Regions from separate parts of the Oryctolagus cuniculus genome. Here region 2 is linked to region 1. The links are chromatin contacts, called in public Micro-C maps. All regions are on one chromosome and are shown on one strand. The core of a region is the stretch at or near the end of the contact, and the rest is flanking DNA. Distances in the headings are between cores, read along the strand shown. Region 1 holds the start of CNDP2 (carnosine dipeptidase 2). Region 2 holds the start of TIMM21 (translocase of inner mitochondrial membrane 21).

Evidence for each region. A called contact is a pair of places that touch in the nucleus more often than the background predicts.
Region 2: a Micro-C map of ear pinna shows a contact between it and region 1, with 4 times the contacts expected there. The contact joins the promoter of TIMM21 here to the promoter of CNDP2 in region 1. A contact is called at or near these places in 2 of 6 Hi-C or Micro-C datasets (ear pinna and an unstated tissue).

The regions. Positions count from the first base shown.
Region 1 is chr10:4,283,235-4,288,511 of mOryCun1.1, reverse strand. It overlaps CNDP2 (carnosine dipeptidase 2), which reads left to right and starts at 3,111. Exons shown (of 12, transcript XM_008261467.4): 1 at 3,111-3,219.
Region 2 is chr10:4,573,334-4,578,610 of mOryCun1.1, reverse strand. It overlaps TIMM21 (translocase of inner mitochondrial membrane 21), which reads left to right and starts at 2,936. Exons shown (of 6, transcript XM_002713650.5): 1 at 2,936-3,452. The coding sequence starts at 3,152. FBXO15 (F-box protein 15) reads right to left here and starts at 2,482. Exons shown (of 11, transcript XR_007921407.2): 1 at 2,166-2,482.

The sequences.
Region 1 (5,277 bases), core at 1,862-4,361:
ACCCCACCGAAGGGCCAGGAGCCTGCACTTCACCCCGGAGCACCACCATCGTGGAGGAGCCACAGTCCATGGGCAGACAGAGGCCCAAGCCTCAGCATGGCTGTGAGAACAAAGGGCTGGGGGAGACCACCCCAGCAGTGACCCCCGCCAGGCTCATACCAGCATTCTGTTGTTACAGAACAAACCGCCGGCAGCTGAAAGCAACAGTCGCTCCACCTCCTGCTCTCTGCAGCGTTGGCCACGCGTCCGCTCAGGGCCTCACAGGTATCTGAGGGACCTGCAGCAGGGTGTGTCCTCATCTGCAGGCTTGGCTCGGGAGGACCTGCTTCCAAGCCTATCCACGTGCTTGGCATGACTCACGTGATGGAGGCCCTCGGCCTGCAGATGCCATGAGCCTGCGCCTGCCACGTGGCCTCTCCACAATACGGCAGAACAGCCGCTGCGGCCGCATGCCTCTCTGATGTCCCCCACGTCTGACCTCTAGACCCTTCCAAAGAACTCCCCTGAGTAGGTCGGCCCCTCACCACTCACACGCTCAAGGGCGGGTGCAGAAATCAGGATTCTGTCCACCATGGGAGCAACAGGAGTGAGCAAAGCCGTGAGTGTGGCTTTGGACATACTGGTGCCAGTGAGGTCCTGCAGGTCACAAAACACAGGCATGTGGGGCTGCAGACTCAGATCAGCCAACGCACCAGGGATGAACCCAGGGCCGGGGATACCCAACCGACTACTGTGGACTGGCACAGAATGGACCTGCGGCTCCAGCTCCTCCACGGCCCCTCCTGCTCGGCCTCCTTCCTCATGCCACCCTGCTGGGCGCTGATTCCCTGCAGAAGTTACCACATTCTCCCCCGTACCTGGGCTCTGAGACACAGTGTGCTCTCCCGAGCGGCCTCTGTGCCAGGGCCCTCTGCCCTTAAGAGTGCTGGGTGCTCCCACTGTGTGTGTGTGAAGCGTGGTTTAATGGAATTCACTGATCCTGCAGGCTCTGTCTCAAGCTGCAGCAACTGGAAACACGATCTAACATCCTGTGGGCAGATGTACAATCAACAGTAACTTCTACAGTCCTCAAGTTCTCAGAATAAGGTCACAGCATTTTTTTCTCATTTTAGTCAGCTTTTTGTTACCACAATGAAATACCTGAGCCGATGGACTTTACGAGGAGAGCAGGTTTATTTTGGCTTATGGTTCTGGAGGTTCATAGTCCAAGACTGGGCCAGACTCAATTGGTGTGGCCTCCGGTAATGGTGTTCTTACTGGTGCCAAGCATCACGGGAATGTGCCCGTGTCTGTGTCTGTCTGTGTCCGTGTCTGTAACTGTGCTGTGTCTGTCTGTGCTGTGTCTGTCCGTGTGTCTCATCGCAAAGCCATCAGGATTTCATCACAAACCAACTGATCCAATCTAATCACTCTCATCTCACTGGCTCAGGTCTTCACCCTCAGCAACGTTAACGTCTGAAGGAGTCCGGAGGCCAGGCCACTGCGTTTCCCGGGTTCCCAGCCCCTGCTCACCTATGCATTTACCTGTTTCCCGGGTTCCCAGCCCCTGCTCACCTATGCATTTACCTGTTCTTCTCAACGCCCGTGCTCCGCAGCTCCCGCAGAGAAGCAGAGACACCCAGCTCCCGATGCTGAAGGCGTGTCCGCAGAGGAGAGGTGGGTGTGCAGGGCCACCTGCTGGAGGTTCAGGGCTGCACACACTGGGGCTCGAATGCTAGCTCACTTACTTAACCAAGGCACTGCTGAGGCCGGGGTCTTCAGCTTGAAAAACGACTTTCTAAAGGGCGCCCAGAGAGCCACCAGGACATGGATTCCCAACGGCCAGATCCACAGGAGCCCTGCCCTAGAGCGGCCAGGCCTGGGCGCGGCAGAGCGGGGAGCCGGCCTGTGTTCCCACCAGGCCTCTCTGCTTACGAATCCTGCCCACTGTGACCAGCAGGTAACTGCACCTTCTCTGGGCCAGGCGCTGTTCTAAGCTGTGTATGGTGAGCAGCCCTTTCAAGGCCTAGCCTGTTACAAAGGGACAACCCCAAGTGCCACACTGTATTCTTGGATGACACCCCCCGCCCCAGTCAAGGACACAGGGCACATTTTGCATTTCCAGAACCAGGCTCTAGAATGTTCTACCTTCCACCAACATTTTTCAAGTAAAAGGGTTCTACCTTAAGGGTGAATTTATTATTTTCTTAATATTTACTCAGATTCACAGGAGAAGCCTCTTCACTAATTCTTGCAAACCACGATGAAATATTGTTAACGCATTCGTCTCACTTGGGCCCAAGCCTCCTCCCGGCTCTTGTCAACACAACCCTTGCTCGTTTCATCCCCACCACGTACCCATCGCATTTTGATAAACTGTAGCGGGCTATGGATTCTACGCTACATCACTTCCTTCTGCTGTGGTTCTCACCGAACCCTGTCTCACTCCAGCAAGCCTTTCACATATGGATACCTGAACCACTTTGTTCAAAGCCCAGTTGATAGCATGGAAGGTTGTATCGCCAATAAACTTTGCCTCCTAACATCTAAGAGTTCTTTACCCGAATGTGTAATACACTCAAATGCAAAGAACGACCGCTTGGAGAGGCAGAGACGAGCAGAGCGAGGTCACTCCGCAACGCCCACCTCCTCCGGGCTGGGCTCACAAGCACCAGCGAGAAACCCTGAGCCCCCCGGGGAATCCGACGGCCTCGGACCCAGGCCCTGGAGGGGGCTGGGCAGCTCCCCGGCGCCACCTTGACCCTCAGGCCTGGGATCGCACCGGCTTGGAACCAGCAAACTTGTATTAAAAAACAAGTCATCACGCGGGGCAGCGCCACGTCAGCGGGCCGCGGAGCGACAGCGACCGCCCCCAGGGTGGGCCCAGGATCGCACACCCCACGCCACGAGCCGGACCTCGCCGGACCTCGCCGGACCTCGCCGGACCTCGCCGGACCTCGCCGGACCTCGCCGGACCTCGCCGGACCTCGCCGGACCTCGCCGGACGGGTACACCCGCGGCCACACGCCTCCTCACGCACGCACGCACGCACGCACGTCCCTCCCTGTGCCTCTCGACGCGGAGGGGCGGGGCGACGTCGGTCCTCACGGCGAAACCGGGGATTGGTGGACGGGAGGGTGACGTCGGCCCTCCAGGCGAGGCGGGGCGTCGGTGGGCGGGGCGGGCCCAGGGGCGTGGCCGGGGACACGTGGTACGGAAGCCGCGCCGCGCCTGCCGCCGGTAAGCGGACCTTCTTCGCGGAGCCTTCCCGCTGCCTCTTTGTCCCGGTGGGCGGCCCGAGTCGGGGAGCGGGCCGGGCTGCGAGGGCCCCGGCCAGGCGACGGGCTCGCGCCTCGTTCCTGTGCGGCCGGCCTGCTGTCGGCCTCGGCAGGCCGGAACTGTGGAGGCCGCGCTGTTCCTGGGGCAGGGGGCCGCCCCGGAAGTCCCTGGGGCGAGGCGGCCCCTCGGCAGGGACCCCTACCTCCGTCTCGGTCCCCCGGGTCGTCGCGATGACCTGGACAGCCCCGGGTTCAGGCCTGCGCGACTCCTGGGGGCGGGGTCTGGAGCGGGGCGCCCCGAGGCGAGGTGGGGTTGCGGGGAGCCTGCAGGGCGGGCCTGCCGACAACTCCAGGCTCCCTGCACCCAGGAGTGCCCCCTGCACCAGCGTGTAGGCCCGGAGGCTGGAGCCCCTGAGGGGAGACCCGGATCCCTGGCCGGCTTGCTGATGCGGGCAGGTCTCGCATTGCATCGGCCTCAGTCTCTGTATCTGTGAAATGGGCGACGGCACTCGGTCCGCCTGCGCTGTCGTCCTGGAGTCCCTGGGCCTCGCAGCCAGGGCCCCCAGCCTGCGCTCGCTGCCCAGGTTGGTTTCTGGAGAGCCGTCCTGGTGCACGGGACCTGCCTGGGGCCTGTGTGGGAGGAGGGGAGAGGACAGATCGGTTCACAGTATGTTTGGGGTGGATTTCTAGGAAGACAGGTGGGAAGCCCCACCCGCGTTCTGGTGGCTTTTACATAGACTGAAGCCGTGATTCGTTATCTACTGTATACCTTGAGCTGATGAGGAACAGCATTGGGATTCCCAGCGCTGAGAGAACCCGGGAGCTTTAAAGAGGGAGGCGTGGGCTAAGATTTGCTTCTTTGCAGCCCAGCATTTTGCTGTCAGCTCCACCAGGGAAGAGGACAGTGGGTCCATCTGACTTTGGTGCTGGGGTCGGGGGTGAAACACGGAGAGCGGGCTGCCTGACCCCGGGCCCAGTGGCTGGAGTCAGCGTTGGGAGGACCCGGGCCCAGTGGCTGGAGTCAGCGTTGGGAGGAGCGGCTGCCTCTTCCCCCGCCCGCCCGGCGGCTGCCTGGGTAGCGGAACAGGCCGGCCTTTGTTCTGTCTCCTGCGGTAGAAAGCGCACTTGCACTTTGGATCATTGTATCGTTGAGTGCCTTCAGCTGCAAGGCCGTGGGTTAATTTGACTACAGAGAACTTACTGGTAGTAAGAATGTGTCTCATGGATGTGGGATTTGTGGTACTTTACAAACCCAAGTGAGAAGCCCCAACAGCAGCGTTTCATCCTGCAAACAGGTCGCTTGCATGTGTGCGTTTCATGCAAACAGGTAGCGTGTGTGTGTGTGTGTGCGTGTGTGTGTGCGTACATTTTTGCTGACTGATGGATGAGAGTGTGACGTGTTGGCAGCTGTAAGATGTCTGCAACATCAGCAGTGGACTCTGCTTTTTCCAGCGCCTCCACTGAGTCACGTGAGTGGGCGGGGAGGTGTGCAGGCATGTCCTGCCCTGCTGCTGGCGTTCGAAGGGGGGCAAGAGGGCACTAGGAGCTTAGTCGTCGGAGCTCCTGCCCACACAGAATTCACACGACTTCATGACTGTGCGCGCAGCTGGGGAAGCTTCCTGGGCCTGCCAGGCGGCTGCCAGGCTTGGGGAAAATCACCTGTCCATTTAGAGCTCTCTCTGGGGTCCCACACAAAGAACAGAAAGCTCTTTAGCGGCGGTGTGTCCGTGCGTGGCATTCACCCGGCACCCACGCGGGCGGCCCTGCAGCTGTGGCTGCGATGCACCCGGGGTCCCAGCCGCGCTGCTGCGTCACTAGCCCAGACCTGCCACCACCGTGAGTCTCACCCCTAACGGGACTCCAGACCGTCAGCCGAAGAAAGGGACTGAGCCGGCTTTGAACGTCTCAGCCCCAGAATTACGTTTTCGCTTCGAATTCCTTTCGATTCTTAAGAACATGGCTTCTTCTCCCCCGTACTGTCAGGTGCTGCAGAAGCTGCTAGGTGTCCGGCATGGAAAAC
Region 2 (5,277 bases), core at 1,687-4,186, 290 kb before region 1:
TCCCCAGCTCCAGGCTTCAGACGCCAGCTTCCCACGGACACAGCCCTGAGAGGCGGGGGGGCCGGGGGAGGTTGAGGGGGTGTCACCCACGTGGAAGGCCTAGGTTAAAACCCCAGCTCCAGGCTTCAGACGCCAGCTTCCCACGGACACAGCCCTGAGAGGCAGGGGGTGGGGGGAGGTTGAGGGGGTGTCACCCACGTGGAAGGCCTAGGTTAAAACCCCAGCTCCAGGCTTCAGACGCCAGCTTCCCACGGACACAGCCCTGAGAGGCGGGGGGTGGGGCGAGGTTTGGGGGGTGTCACCCACGTAGAAGGCCTAGGTTAAAACCCCAGCTCCAGCTTCCCAGGGACACAGCCCAGAGAGGCAGGGCGGGTAGGTCCCTGACACCCACATGGAAGGGCTAGGTTAAATTCCCAGCTCTGGGCTTCACTTCTGGCCTTTGTGACCATTTGGGGAGTGAACCAGCAGATGGTAGAGAGCACTCATGCTCATTCTCTCTCCCTCTCTCTGCCTCTCAAATGAATTTTTAAATGAAAATTAGTTACAGTAGGTCACAGAGTCCCTCATTTCACAGGTTCGAAGACTAAGGCTCCAATTCGACAAATTAAAAGGACCTGCTTAAGAGACCCAAGACAGAGGCAGCCAGCCCCCAAGACCTCCACTCCTACTCATGCCACCATGATAAGATCATGAATCTTATCAACATAACTTTCAGCATTACTGAAATCCTATCTTTAATGCCTCTATAAAGTAAACCAGCTACACACTTCCGAGGGCCACACACTCAGCACATCAGGAAGTCCCATGCCCAGCCTCTGGCACACTTGTGTCTACAGAACACACACTGATAGACTAAAATAACACTGAGCTTGAAAACCCCTTTTTAAGGGTCAAATCTTCACCTAATAGTTTTAAATAAGTCCAGTAGTTTAAAAATGTTAACTTCTGTGCCTTATTTTAATCTCACAACGAAAATAAATTAGACCAAGTTCAATTTAAGCTGATATGCTTTTTGCTATACTTAGCTTGTGATATTTATATCACGTTATGTAAAAAAGGAACCACTGACTCCTTATTAACATGTAATGTTGCAGAGATATTAAAAATAACCGCCTTTTAAACCACAGTCGAGCATCCTAATTGGGGCAGCTGATTTTTCTTTGCCAGAAGGAAATGTACACAGCCCTGAGTCACAGGTCGAAATGCAGGCTTCCATGACAGGCCTCTGTCAGGGCTCCCTAAATCCACTATCCCACCAGGAAGTGCACCGGCTTACTGAGGAAAAAGAGACTCATCACTCCAGAGCCCCATGTAAAGACCAGTTTTAGTAACACTGGCAAACTGATTTAAAGTTCAAGTGCCCTATTTAAATTCCAATCTTTCTCTCCTACCTAATTCTACATAATAGAACTTTTGCTAGTACTGTTACCGCCTTGTCACAGGCTGGTGGCACGCCTGGCGTTACAGCTCTTCCATCAAGAACGATGAGGAACAGGGTTGTGACCTGCAAACACGGTTCCTGGGGACACTGAGCCTGGAGGCCACGGAACCCGGCCCTGGAGACTGGGGTGGGGGCTTGAGTAGCTCGGCCAGGACCAATCCTTGTCTACACTTCGACGTTTGGCTATCAGAAGGCAGAATGCGCCGCGCTCCTGTATCTATCAAGTAGGGGAGCCTGGGGAGACCATCACCGCCGGCCCTGGGCAGGGGCGGGGGACGGGAACAGCTCGGGGAAGAGGCCGGAGGCAGACGCGGCATCCAGCCCCCGGCCCCTACCCCACCCCGGGGAGTCCAGGCCCAAGAGACCCCAGGAACACAGACCAGAGGACGAGCCTGCCGTCGGCCGGACGGGCTGCCCCGTGCACGAGGCGGGATGCGCCCTCGGAACCCCAGGGCCCTGAAAAGACGAGACTTCGGGGCGGGGGTCCCAAGATGTGGGCGGGGGCCAACCGCGTCCCGGGACGCACGACACCAGGACCTGACCCCGGACACTGCACTGCTTGTCCACAACCTGGAGCGCCCGCAAGTCCAGGACAAAGCGGCTGTCCCGCGTGAAACAGCCCGGGGAATAAAAACACGCGTGGGAGAGCGCGGGGCGGGGCCAGGGACACTCGAAGGCTTCCCGAGCCGCGGAGCCCCCACCCGCGGTTCCCCCCGACCGTCACCTAAGCCCCGAAGCCCCTGGGCACCGCGCGGCCTCCCCAGGGTTCTCGCAAGCCGACCCCCGGCCGCGCAGGGGCCAGTACAGAGCCTGGAGGCCAAGCCAGTGCTGCTGCAGGAGCCGACCGCGTCCGGTCGCCATGGAGACCCGGAGTCCCGCCCCGGGCGCGTGCGCAGAGCGTAGAGAGGCGGCGCGTGCGCAGTCCCCGGACACGCCCCCTTGGGGCGCCACCGCTTCCGGTGCGGCGTTCTGGGCGCTTCCGCGTCCCGCTCTTTCCCACGCCCCCGACGTTCCGACGCCGAGGACGCCCCTCAGGAGCATGCTCCGTGAGCTCCACTTGCTGTGTACTGTGTGGCAAACTCTTAAGAAAAAACTGAATTCTGGAGATGCGGGAACTACAGCCTCGGCCTGTACGGGCCCGCAACGCCACAGTCGGACGGATGTCCCAGTGTTCAGTCCTGTCTAGAAGAGTCAGGAAAACGCGAGTTGTAGGTTCCTCTTTTTAAACTTCGGGTTGGACCGTGCAGAGACCGAAGCAGGAATTCCTCACTAGCGCGGCCCCGCCCTCCTGTACTTGAAGGACGAGCGGCGCATGCGTCCCGCGCAGAGCGTCTGGGAGCCTTGAGAAGGCCGACGCGCCCGAGCGCCTTGCATTGTGGGAGTTGTAGTCCTTTTCTCGCCTTCCGCGCCCTGCGGCTGCGTTAGGAGCAGGGCTCGGCACTGCAGTTCCCAGGATGCTCTCGAGCTTCCCGGGTTACCTTGCGAAGGCGCCGCGGTGCGGTGTGAATGGCAGCGTAGAAGGGGGTCAGGTTTTAGGAGAAGGGAAAGCGAGCATAAACTTTTCTGGGGCGATGTTCCGTCGTAGGAGACGCCTCCCAGCACTGTGCGTGACGCGGGCCTAGGCACGTGTCCGGCTGGCTGCGTGGCGGACTGTGAGGCTCTGCTGGTTGCACTTGGCATCGGCCCCCGACGGGACAGCTTGCGGCGAGCATGATCGGTAACTTGCTCCGGGCTGCGCGGTGTGCGGAGAAGCTGCACAGGTGTTCGGGCAAGCGCTGGTTTTCGCCACACGTGGTGCTTCACAGATCGTGCCTGAAGCCCGGGCCCCGTTTGACATGGGGGCGGCAAGAGCCGCGGAGAACCCCGCGGCCCGAACCTGGCCTCGGCGCCGGCCAGAAGGCCCTTTGGACCGGGTGCCCGAGCCCCCGGAAGGCCGAGGAGGACAGCAGCAAGCAGGTGTCCGTGCACGGAGCTCAGGGAAGGGACCCGGCCGTCTCAGCCTCACAGAAAGGTAACAGAACCCGCGGTGATGGGAGCGCGGCCGCTGCCGACGATGCAGACGTGGCTGGCGGGTTGAACCAGCAGTGACAGCTGGGGTGGACGCCCACGGCGGCCTGCACGGACGCGGTGCTGGTCATGAATGTCACGTTGCATGTCACGTCATGTGACATGTCACGTCCGCACGGTGTCTAGGAAGCTTCTCTCGGCTTGAGTGAGCCCTGGTCCATGTAACAGAGTAGTTGGCTAAGCAGAAGAGAAAGCTGATCCGTTCATAGTAGGGAGAACTCTATGCAGGTCGACCCACGTGCACTTGTGTTGAGTAACTGCTGCTGTGCCGAGGCCCTGAGTTAGCCCCCGTAGACCACAGAATTAAAGGTGTCCGCAACACCCCTGGCCTGCGATGTTACATGCAGTCATGAGACGTACAAAACAGGAGGAAATGTGACTTGTAAGGGAAAACCAGAATAGTTTCACAGGTATTTTAAGTTTTCGTTTCTTCGTTTCAAAAGTAATTGAGGGGAGAGAAGCAAAGAAAGCAGTGTAGACCCCTGCCTATACCATGCAGAGATAAGGTGTATGTCCTTTCGATACAGATACATTTCCTAGTAAATTGTTTCCAAGTCTCAGGTCCTGCCAGATGTCTTGTACTCTACTAATGGGTCAGAACCAATCTGATTTTCATTCGTGATGGCGATTCGGCATGAAAGGCGCAGCTGCACGCGGACAGGAGTGGGAGTGGCAGACGGCCCGTGTGTCGGTCACCTGTTTTATGACAGGCTGGGCTCTTCGGAGTCCTTTCCCGACATGGACCCCGTTCAGAGGTGACAGACTTCCCGTCACTCAGTCGGTGGGAGCAGTATTCCCGGATGTGGAAGACGCTGGCTCCAGAATCCAAGGAGGCCTAACAGGTGTTGTGGTGGGAAGGGTAGGATGCGATTTCCCCTTTACTTGGGGTGGAACACCCTAGCACATCTCAGACCAGGGCCCTCTACAAGGCTGGGTGATGTGGTCGGCGAGGGGGCCGCTGCATCTCCACAGGCACGCCTTTCCCTCTTGGGGCCCTCGTCTTACCCAGCCTTCCAGTGCACTGCCCCTTACTACTTCTGGACTCTAAGACGATGGCGTCCATACTCTGCCAGCTGTCCAGAGCAGCGTTGTCCAGATGCGTGCTCTACAGTGATGGGAATGTTCTGTCTGCGTTGTCCAGCCTGGTAGGCACACGCAGCTGCTGGGCACTTGAATTTTCCAGCGAACTGAGTTTATCTTATTTATTTAAATGCATCTAAAACTACTCACAGCCATGGGTGGCCAGTGCCGATTGTGGCGGCCCAGGTTCAGAAGGCTCCAGTCCCTCAGGACTGTATATGATGAGATGGGAGAACTCGCAGTCCTAAGCAAGACCACAGATACACGCTGGTGTCTGCTCCTTCTCAGTGCTCTCCGGCTCGATCCCAGCGCGTGAGGCCGTGTTACTGTGCTCCCGGGAAGTCGCAGCATCTGGTTTTGCACCTGGGTTGCAGCTACTGCTGGGTTGAGTTCCCACTGAAGTACAGTCATTCTCTGGCCTCTTCCTGGGGTTTCTGTCAGTGGAAGACTGGTGATTGACGTGAGAATACGGTGGGTACTACAGCCCTCCGAGAGTCGCAGTGTCTCTGGCATGCCCCGGAGAAGCGATGCATTTTGATTTGCTGTCTTGGTTGGGTTGGAGGTGGTAGTTTCAGAGGCTTCTGTTAGACTTTCCCACTGTGATAGCTCTTCACCCGCCTCCAGAGAAACTCGAGTTACTGAATACTCCATTCCAGTCACACATTCGGAAATCAGGGAACTGACTACTG